2 separate regions of the Sus scrofa genome follow, and region 2 is linked to region 1. The links are chromatin contacts, called in public Hi-C maps. All regions are on one chromosome and are shown on one strand. Each heading gives the region's core, a stretch centred on a gene start, on an enhancer-like site or on the middle of the called end of the contact. The rest is flanking DNA. Distances are from core to core; before and after follow the strand shown.

What was found. Hi-C and Micro-C count contacts between places; a contact is called where the count stands out from the background.
Region 2: a Hi-C map of liver shows a contact between it and region 1, with 2.1 times the contacts expected there. The contact joins two enhancer-like sites. A contact is called at or near these places in 1 of 5 promoter capture datasets (liver) and 5 of 47 Hi-C or Micro-C datasets (embryonic fibroblasts, epiblast stem cells, liver and 1 more).

Annotation. Positions count from the first base shown.
Region 1 is chr2:68,860,127-68,865,136 of Sscrofa11.1, reverse strand. COL5A3 (collagen type V alpha 3 chain) reads left to right here. Exons shown (of 67, transcript NM_001105288.1): 5 at 672-776; 6 at 1,054-1,206; 7 at 3,245-3,358; 8 at 3,459-3,605. Among named protein-coding and RNA genes, the nearest start is that of COL5A3, 7.1 kb to the left of the region's middle. Within about 2 kb of position 2,651, at least 7 of the 83 cell types and tissues checked have an H3K27ac peak or open chromatin away from gene starts, as enhancers often do. A contact at or near this core is called in liver, where this site is marked.
Region 2 is chr2:68,931,157-68,936,070 of Sscrofa11.1, reverse strand. No RefSeq gene overlaps it. Among named protein-coding and RNA genes, the nearest start is that of C2H19orf66, 8.6 kb to the left of the region's middle. Within about 2 kb of position 2,025, at least 4 of the 83 cell types and tissues checked have an H3K27ac peak or open chromatin away from gene starts, as enhancers often do. A contact at or near this core is called in liver, where this site is marked.

The DNA of each region.
Region 1 (5,010 bases), core at 1,402-3,901:
GGCAGAGGGCGGGAGTGAGATTTGTCCACAGCCTGAATATGGAGAAGAGATTGGTTGGCACCTCAATCTGATGCTTCCAACCTCACATCAGGAAGTGAGCGAAGGGAGGGCCATGCACACATCACTGTGCGCCATTGTGGGGTGTGACTGTGAGATGGTAAATCCACGAATCCGTAGTATGTGATTGTGCACACTTGGCTTGTGGTGGAAGGATGAGGTTCTGATGTGGGACTGCGCTGGGTCTTGTGACCTGTGTGTGATGCCTGCAAGGCACAATGTTGTGTGGTTCTGTGACAGATGTGTTTTCAATGTGGTGATGGTTGTGTGTGTCATAGCAGTCCAGGGGCCTTATCGTCTTGTTCCCCTTCTTCTCCCCAGTCCCCTGAAGGGCACCTGGCATATGGTAGGTGTCACCCTGTGCCTGAGAGCGAGGAACAAATGTGCCTCTGATGGGACAGCTATTGTGGGATGTGGCTTGTTGTTATGGTTTGATGTGATCCCAACTGAATCTTCTTAGTTTTCAAGGGCAGGTGGATTTCTGGGGCTGTGATGGGGCTAGACCCTCCTGATGCTTAGGGTGCTTTGGGTGGAAAAATATCAGACCTTGATGCTTGGAATGGGGGTTGGAGTCAGCCTGTGGACCCCTTCCCTGACCCCTGCTCTCTCCCTAGGGGGATATTCAGGAGCTGCTGATAAGCACAGATCCTCAGGCAGCCTTCCAGGCTTGTGAGCAGTATCTTCCTGGCTGTAATGACCTGGATCCTAAACCCACAGGGGTGAGTGAAGGGCTTGTCCTGAGGTCCCTGGCAGAGTCCTCCCTGGCTCCAGGTCTCAGAAATGGGTGAATTCTGAGCCCTGTCCACAGGGCTGAGTGGCCCCTGGCCCTTAAACTCTTCCTAGGCATGAGTGAGCTTGACCTCAGGTCACAGGGCTGAGTGAGCCCTGACTTTAAAACATAGGACCAGTGGACCATGTGCTGGCATGACCCCAGGTGATCTGAGTGATGGGGCCTCCACTCATGGACTCTGGACCTGATAGGAGTCCTATTTCCAGGTACCCCAGGGGGAGCCGGAGTCCCCTCCCCCCCGGCGGAAGGGGAAGGGAAAAGGGAAGAAAAAAGGGCGAGGTCGTAAGGGGAAGGGCAGGAAGAAGAAGAACAAGGAAACTTTGGCACTGAGTCCACCTCCTGTCTCCCTGGAGAACCAGGTAAGAGGTCTGTGACCTCTTGCTTCTGCTCTTTGACTGCCCTGCTTCTGATCTCTGATCTCTGGTGCCTCTAGTTTCCAATCCCTGAATCACTGCTGGGGAAGGGGGCCTGTTCCTATCTAAGGAGCTCTCTCATATTCTCCCCCCAACCTCGAGTTCTGTGATCCCAACTGGTGGGAAGGGGCACACCCAGATGAATACCTTATTATTAGGGGGTCCCTGATGAAGGCCACTGTTTGAGGGCATTCATTAGCTGGGTGACTAACCCATCGTATGGGTTAGTGTATCATTGTTTGGGGTTGACTGGTTGGGGTCATGGGTGAGGGTTATTCATTTGGCTTTCTTGATAGAGATTGCTAGTTGGGAGAGTCACTGTAGGTGGGATATTGATGTTTGGGTGATTCTTAACGGGAGACCATGTTGGTGTTATTGGTGTCACTAGTTTAGGCTTAATGGGGGTGGGATTGCCGAGGATCACTAGTTGTGGAAGTCATTAGTGGGGGACTTGATTAGAAGGCACTAATAATAGGCAATAATAATCACCAAGCACAGTCACTAGTTGAGGGAGTGACTTTTAGGGGGTCATGGATGAGATAGTTTGTGAGCCCTACAGGGTAATTAGTGGAGAAGTTGTTTTTTTTTTTTGCGGGGGGGGGGAGTTGTTGGTGGGTCATTGGTGAGTGGAATTACTGTCTGGGGGTCATTGGTTGGGGGGCACTCACTGAGCACACTTGTGGGTATTCGCTGTTGAAGGATCACTGGTTAGGAGGACCCTTTGGTTAGGGGTCACTGGTAGGCTGTATTAGTTGGGGGTAGCTAGTTAGTACTTAATGGGGGGAATCATTGGTTGGGGAGGTCACTGGATAGAAGTATAAGAGATTGATGTCATTGTGGGGTCATTAATTGGGGGACCACTGATGGGTCACTGGTTACAGGAATATCTGGTGGGAGGCCAATGATGTAGGTTATTTGTGGGTGTGTGTGAGTTACTAGTTAGGTTCCTTAATGAGGATCATTGGTCATGGGTCATTAATTGGAAGATTGCTAATGAGTCACTAATTGTAGGAATACTGGAGGGCGATTGATGTTGATCGTTAGTTGGGGTCACTGGGTAGGTGTCCCTGGTGTGATCCACTGCTTGGGGTCCTTGGTTTGCAGGTCACTGGTTGTATGATATCTGCTCTCAACATTATTGGGGAGAAAGGGATTATCAGTTCAGTTTAGAACATGGACACTTTCATTACTTTCCTTCAGCCCCTTCCTTAGCCCCAGACCCCACCATCTGCTTTGCACCCTTGACCCAGTTCCTCCGCAGCTGTCCAGGCCAGGAGGAGCTCCCACTGCCTCTCTGACTGTGGCCTGGCTGGCTGACCACTGAACTCTGCCTTGGGAATGGACATATGGGATAGGCTTCCGGGAGTCTGGCCCTAAGTGCTGGACATTGACCCTGACCACTGGCCTTTGGAGCCAGGCCTGCTCTGCCTTCCAGGCCTCACAGACCTGCCCAGCCTTGACCCTTCTCCACACACAAGGGTGCCCCCTGCTGGCTGTTCTCATCTAGCCAGCACATCTTGGCTTCCACCAGTCTCCTGCTCTATACCTCTCAGATGTTTTTTGCAGAATCCTCTGTCCCCTCCCTAGCCTGGGTGCTCTCGGAGGCAGAGCCTGTCTCCTCCTTTGCTTCCCTTTTGTTGCTCTCTCTTTTTAATCAGAGCTATTTTTATTTACTTCTTTTTTTCTTTTTAGGGCCTTGCCTGTGGCATATGGAAGTTCCCAGGCTAGGGGTAAAATTAAAGCCATAGCCACTGGCCTATGCCACAGCTATAGCCACACCAGATCTGGGCCACATCTACAACCCACACCACAGCTTGTGGCAATGCTGGATCTTTAACCCACTGAGTCGGGCCCAGGATCAAATCAACAACCTCATGGAGACCAGTCAGGTTCTTAACCTGCTGAGCCACAACAGGAACTCTGCTTCCCTTTCATCTTGATTGTTCTGACCCCAGACCTGATACTCTCTCTGTCCTTCCTCCAGACCTCCACTGACATCCCCAAGACAGAGACACGAGCCCCAACTCTGCCTCCAACTCCCACCTCTTTGGTCATCACCACTACTGTAGCCATTGGCAGCAACGTCACCATCCTAGAGGTTGGTGGGAAGTGGATGTGGCTGGAAGGGAGGGTCTTGGGGCAGTGGTGGTGGCAATGAGGCAATCAGGGCAAACTTTGGTCTGTTCCAATGTCCTCAGGAGGGCCTGGACCCAGACAATGGAATTGAACTGGGGACCCTGGCAACCGAGTTAGACAATGAAGATGAAGAAGAAGGTGAATCCACCATGGGCCCCAGCTTCCGGGCAGCAGAACAGTCATGGAGCACTCAGTTTCAGATCTTTTCTGTGAGTCTACGTGGCTGGGTTAAGTGTAGGGGAAGGGACTCCTGCCTAGGGCCAGGCATGGCCATCTTCCTTCCTTCCTTCCTTCCTTCCTTCCTTCCTTCCTTCCTTCCTTCCTTCCTTCCTTCCTTCTTTCTTTCTTTCTTTCTTTCTTTCTTTCTTTCTTTCTTTCTTTCTTTCTTTCTTTCTTTCTTTCTTTCTTTCTTTCTTTCTTTCTTTCTTTCTTTGCCACCTGGACACATATGGAGCTCCCAGGCCAGGGATCAGATCCAAGCTACAGCTGTGGCAATGGCCGGATCCTTAACCCACTGCTCAGGGCCAGGGATAAATCCTATATCCCAGTGCTCCCAAGATGCCACTGATCCTGTGGCACCACATTGAAAACTCCTTTTTTGCTTTCTTTTTATCTCGCCTAAAATGCCTTCCCACCATCCCAGTGTAGCTGACAAATATTTATCTACCGATATAGTGCTAATGTGACAGGCATTGTGTTAATGAATGGCTCTGTGGGTAGGGTGACTCATTTGGCTTTTCATCTAAGCATGTTGAAAAACCACTTGATAGGGAACACCATCTTACTTGGGAGGTTTAAAAGCTCTTTCTGGCTGCTGAACAACAATATGGACTGTAGGGGGAGCCAGAGGGGCGGCAGGGAAACTAGCAGTCTATGCAGAAGAGAGTGATGACCTGGATGAGGGTGATGGTGGTGGTGGTGACTGTGGGGACAGAGAAAAGTGGACAGATTTGGGCCATGCCCCATTTTTCTCTTGTTGCTGGTGGTGGAAAAGGATGTAAGGATGGCTGGGTTGATGCACGGTGGCACCATTGAATAAGGAGAAGCAAGTGGAGTGAGTCAAGGGTCTCATTTTGGATACGCTAAATTGGCAACCCCTGTCTGGTTGTCAACGTGGGTGACTGGTCAGAAAATTCTGGAGTCCATCTCTATCTCTCGATTGGAGATAAAAACTTGAAACTCATCAACAGAGAGGTGCTATCTTTTGTCAAGGGATTGGATGAGATTACCCAGGAAAATAATGCAGAGAAGGTGCCCAGGCTTTAGCCTTGGTGTTGAACAGGGGAAGAGGCAAGTAATCTGAACCAACTTACCCCTGGGTGCCTATTATGTGCTAAGCATTGTTTTAACATCTTCATACTCCTGTGGGATATATACCATTGTCATTCACCCATGGACTTTGCAGGTGAGGCCATGGGAGTTGGATAAGTTTCCTAACATCACTCAGCTAGTAAGGGGCAGCTGCAAGATTAAGGCCCTACAGCAAGTGCCAGAGTTCATGATCTATGCTTTGCCATGGTGTGGCCAGCTTGAAATTGGAGGCTGAGCTGCTGAAGATGTATTGATTGAAGAAAGGACAGCAAAGGCAGCTCAGAGGGTGGACTTGGATTATGT
Region 2 (4,914 bases), core at 776-3,275, 72 kb before region 1:
GCAGGAGTTGCGACCTACCCACTGTGTTGGGCTAGGAATTGAACAAGTGCTCCAAGATTCTGTTGAGCCACAGCAGGAATTCCACCACCAGCCTTTTTATCAGATGAAGAACCTGAGTTTCAGAGTGATTAAGAAAATAGTGCGTGGCTCAGTCGTTAATGAATCTGAGTAGGATCCATGAGGTTGCGGGTTTGATCCCTGGCCTCGTTCAGTGGGTTAAGGATCTGGCTTTGCAGTGAGCTGTGGTGAAGGTTGCAGATGCAGCTTGGATCCCACATTGCTGTGGCTGTGATGTAGGCTGGCAGCTACAGTTCCGATGAGACCCCTAGCCTGGGAAAATCACATGGGCACCTGGCTTATAACTGGCAAAGTTAGGACCTCTATGCTCTTTCAAGCTGGAATTGAGGAGAAATATAGAGGTCAAGGAGGCAAACTTTGGTACCAGACAGTCTGAGTTTGGGTCCATTGCTAGTTCTTTGAGCAATCTCATCATCTTTCTGGGTTTCAGTTTCCCCATTTCTTTTTTTTTTTTTTTTCTTTTTCTTTTTTTTTTCTTTTTGCCTTTTCTAGGGCTGCTCCCGTGGCATATGGAGGCTAGGGGTCGAATCGGAGCTATAGCCACTTGCCTACGCCAGAGCCACAGCAACGTGGGATCCGAGCCACATCTGTGACCTACACCACAGCTCATGGCAACGCTGGATCCTTAACCCACTGAGCAAGGGCAGGGATCGAACCTGAAACCTCATGGTTCCTAGTCAGATTCGTTAACCACTGCGCCGCGACGGGAACTCCTCAGTTTCCCCATTTCTGAAGTTAGAATAAAGGTGTGAAGGTTCTGTGAGTTAATGTAGATAAACTAAAACCTATGTACAAAGAGTAACATAAATGTATTTATGTACAAAGATAGGTAAACATATCTATACCCAAAGAGACCCACAAACGTAGAGAATGGACTTGTGGTTGCCAAGGGGGAGTGGGGAGGGAGTGAGATGGATGGAGAGTTTGGGATTGGTAGATGCAAACTATTATATTGAGAATGGATAAGCGATGAGGTCCTATTGTACAGCATGGGGAATTATATCCAGTCTCTTAGGATAGACCATGATGGAAGATAGTATGAGAAAGAGAATGTGTATATATGTATATATATATATGTGTGTGTGTGTATGACTGGGTCACTTTGTTCTACAGCAGAAACTGGCACAACATTGTAAATCAACTATACTTTAATGAAAAAATATTAAAACACTAGATAAACCGTGTAGACCTGTGCGGTCTGAAAGGTTAACCTCTGGCCACATGTAGCCTTTGAGCCCTTGAAACATGGCAGGTCCTAATCCAGAGGTGCTGTCAGGATCAAATGCACACTGGATTTCAAAGATTTATGTTAAATAACACACCATTGACTTTTTGTTCTAATTACAGGTTGAAGTGATACTATTTCAGATGCACTGGGCTAAATAAAATTATCTTCAATTTCACTGGTTTCATTTTGCCTTTTTATTTTTTATTTCTTTCTTTCTTTTTAGGGCCACACTCGCAGCATATGGAAGTTTCCCCCCAAGGGGTCAAATCGGAGCAGCAGCTGCCAGCCTATACCGCAAACACAGCAAAGCCACATCTGAGTGGCGTCTGTGACCTACACCACAGCTTATGGCAATGCCAGATCCATAACCCACTGAGCGGGGCTAGGGATTGAACCTGCGTCCCCATGGGTACTAGTTGGGTTCATTAACCAATGAGCCACAACAGGAACTCCCTCATTTTGTTTTTTTAAATGTGATGACTAGAAAATTTAAAATTACAGATGCAGCTTCCATTATATTCTTATGGGATTGTGCTGATTCAAGGATACAAAACACAGTAACCCTCCCAGGAACGCGTAGCTATTTTTATTACCACACCACCTTGGTTTATGTTGCTTTTCCCCTGGCATGAAATGTGGGGAAAACAGTCCTCTGCTCCAGCCCTGAGCCTGGTGGCTCCCTGTCTGCTCCTGGCAGCAGACACATCCACAGTTAATCATTGATCCCACCTTCCAGAAAGCTCTCAGGAAAGTGCATGTGGTAATCTTAGCTCTGGGAGTGGGGGTGTTCAGGTGACTTCAGCTCTTTATATCTCACATTTTGAAATTTCAAATTTGTAGAACACCCCCCAGCCCCTGTGCCCCAAAAAACCCACCCCAGGACACTGCCTTTTTTCTTTTTTTTTTCTGGTTGCCAAAGTGAAGTGTGCTGGTTCTAAAAAATATTAAGAAAGATTTTATTTAGAAAGAGGAAGTCTTTATATACACAGCAAAATAAAACCTTAAGTTAAAGCTTTGCCTGTGGCCATCGGTGTCCAGAAACACACAGGAAAGAGGGCACAGGGTGTGCCAACAAGCCATGGACAGTTCTGCTTCCTGGATGGGGAGGCTTTGGATGGGGTAATGCATTTTCTTTCCTATATCTCTATAATCTGGGGAATCTTTTTGCTAGAATGTCTTCATGTATCATTAATAGTGATAATGATAATAGTAATGATAATAATGATAACAACAACAATACAAGAAGGGTTGGTAACTCCTCATTACCCTGTCCCCAGAATAAGCCCCATTACATTTGATGCATATTCTTCCAGGTCTTTTTCCTTTGAGCTACTTCTTTTTCTTTGTTTTTTTTTTTTTTTTTTTTTTTTTTTTTAAGGGCTGCACATGCGGCATGTGGAGGTTCCCAGAGCTACAGCTGCTGGCCACAGCCACAGCCACAGCAACGCCAGATCTGAGTCATGTTTGTGACCTACACCACAGCTCACAGCAATGCTGGATCCTTAACCCACTGAGCAAGGTCAGGGATCGAACCCGCAACCTGATGGTTCCTAGTCAGATATGTTTCCGCTGTGCCACAACAGGAACTCCAAGCTACTTGTTTTTCTATCTGACTTCATAATAGTGATAACTAAAGGAAAAAAGTGACTTAAAATCAAGGGTAGGGAGTTTCCACTGTGGCGCAGTGGAAATGAATCCCACTAGTATCCATGAGGTTTTGGGTTTGATCCCTGGCCTCACTAAGTGGGTTGGGCATCCGAGTTGCCCTGAGCTGTGGTGTAGGTTGCAGATGCAGCTCAGACCCCATGTTGCTGTGGCTGTGGCGTAGGCCAGTGGCTGCAGTTCTGATTCAACCCCTAGCCTGGGAACTTCCATATGCTGTGGGTGCAGACCTAAAAAATAAAAAACAAAAACCCAAAAAACGAACAAAAAAACATGTCTAGGAGTTCCCACTGTGGCACACCAGGATGATTGATGCCTTTGCAGGGCCAGGACACAGGTTTGATTCTTAGCCTGGCATAGTGGGTTAAAGAATCTGGTGCTACCACAGAAGTGGCTCACTTCTCTCTACCCATTCCATTTCTTGGCATCCCTGGTCCTCTGGCTGGACTGGGGGATAAAAGAACTCACTGAGCTTGGATGTTCACACCCAGAGCACAGTCATTGAGGTAGAAGAAAGTCTTGTTTGGTTTCAGCTGGACCCCAAAAGACGGGAGCACTGTGTGGAGTAAACCGAGTGTCACCCTAGGAGTTCCCGCTGCGGCTCAATGGGATTGGCACTGTCCTGGGAGCACTGGGATGCAGGTTTGATCCCTGGCCCAGCACAGTGGGTTAAAGATCCAGCGTTGCCACAGTTGGGGCATAGGTCGCAATTCAGTTCTGATCCCTGGCCCGGAAACTCCATATGATGTGAGGTGGCCAAAAAAGAAAAAAAAAAAAAAAAAAAAAAGTAAGTCCAGATTTCTAAATAAACAGAGTTCCAGATCAAAAGCGGAAGTTATTTTGTTACTGGGTACTCCGGGAAGATATACACACTCTCCGTGCCTTTTTTTTTTTCTTTTTTTTTTTTTTTTTTGTCTCTTTTTTTTTGCCTTTTCTAGGGCCGCTCCTGTGGCATATGGAGGTACCCAGGTTAGGGGTCTAATCGGAGCTATAGCCACCAGCCTATGCCAGAGCCACAGCAACGCGGGATCTGAGCTGTGTCTGCAACCTACACCACAGCTCACAGCAATGCCGGATCCTTAACCCACTGAGTAAGGCCAGGGATTGAACTCGCAACCTCATGGTTCCTAGTCAGATTCGTTAACCACTGCGCCAGAACAGGAACTCCACCGTGTCTTTGTTTTTTCACTTAAGAAATGGGAAGGAAACAGTCCTCGCCTCCTAGAGTTGCTGGGAGAAGAAAGCCATTAATGTATAAGAAGTGTTTTTGTCAGAGCCTTCCCGACATAGGGGTTCAGTAAGTGTTTGTTTTGACTCTTTTACAAGATGCAGGTTCAGTTCCTGCTGTGGCGCAACTGAATAGGCAGCATCTCTTGGGAGCTCTGGGACGCAGGTTTGATCCCAGCCCTGCACAGTGGGTTAAGGACCAGGCCTTGTTGCAGGGGTTTAGGTCGCAACTACAGCTCAGATCTGATCCCTGGCCCAGGAACTCCATATCCACGGGGTGGTCGAAATAAAAAGATGTAGGTTCAAACCAGAGTCCAAGATGTCTCCCTGCCCAAGGCTGAAACTTACTGAAGCCCTTTGTTTGCTCATCTGCAAAATGGGATCACAGCACTCGTGCGTATTGTAGGATTAAGTGAGAGATGAGACCCAGGAGTTACCACTCTGCCCTCCAGGATGCCCCACTCCAGGGGTGCCAATAAACAATAAGCAATCATAATGTTCCATACAGATGTCCAGGGTAGGGGAGGAGAGAACATGTGGGCAGTATTCCAGAAGGAAGTGGTACATGTGACACAGGGTTGGGTGGGGAAAGGAGGAAGAGCTGAACTAGGAGTTCTCAAGCTCTCCAGAGCATCAGGACCTCACCAGGGGCTTGTTAAAAAAGGAAACTTCCCAGTGCTCACCCCAGACTTATGAGAAGTGCCAAGGCAGTGCAAAGA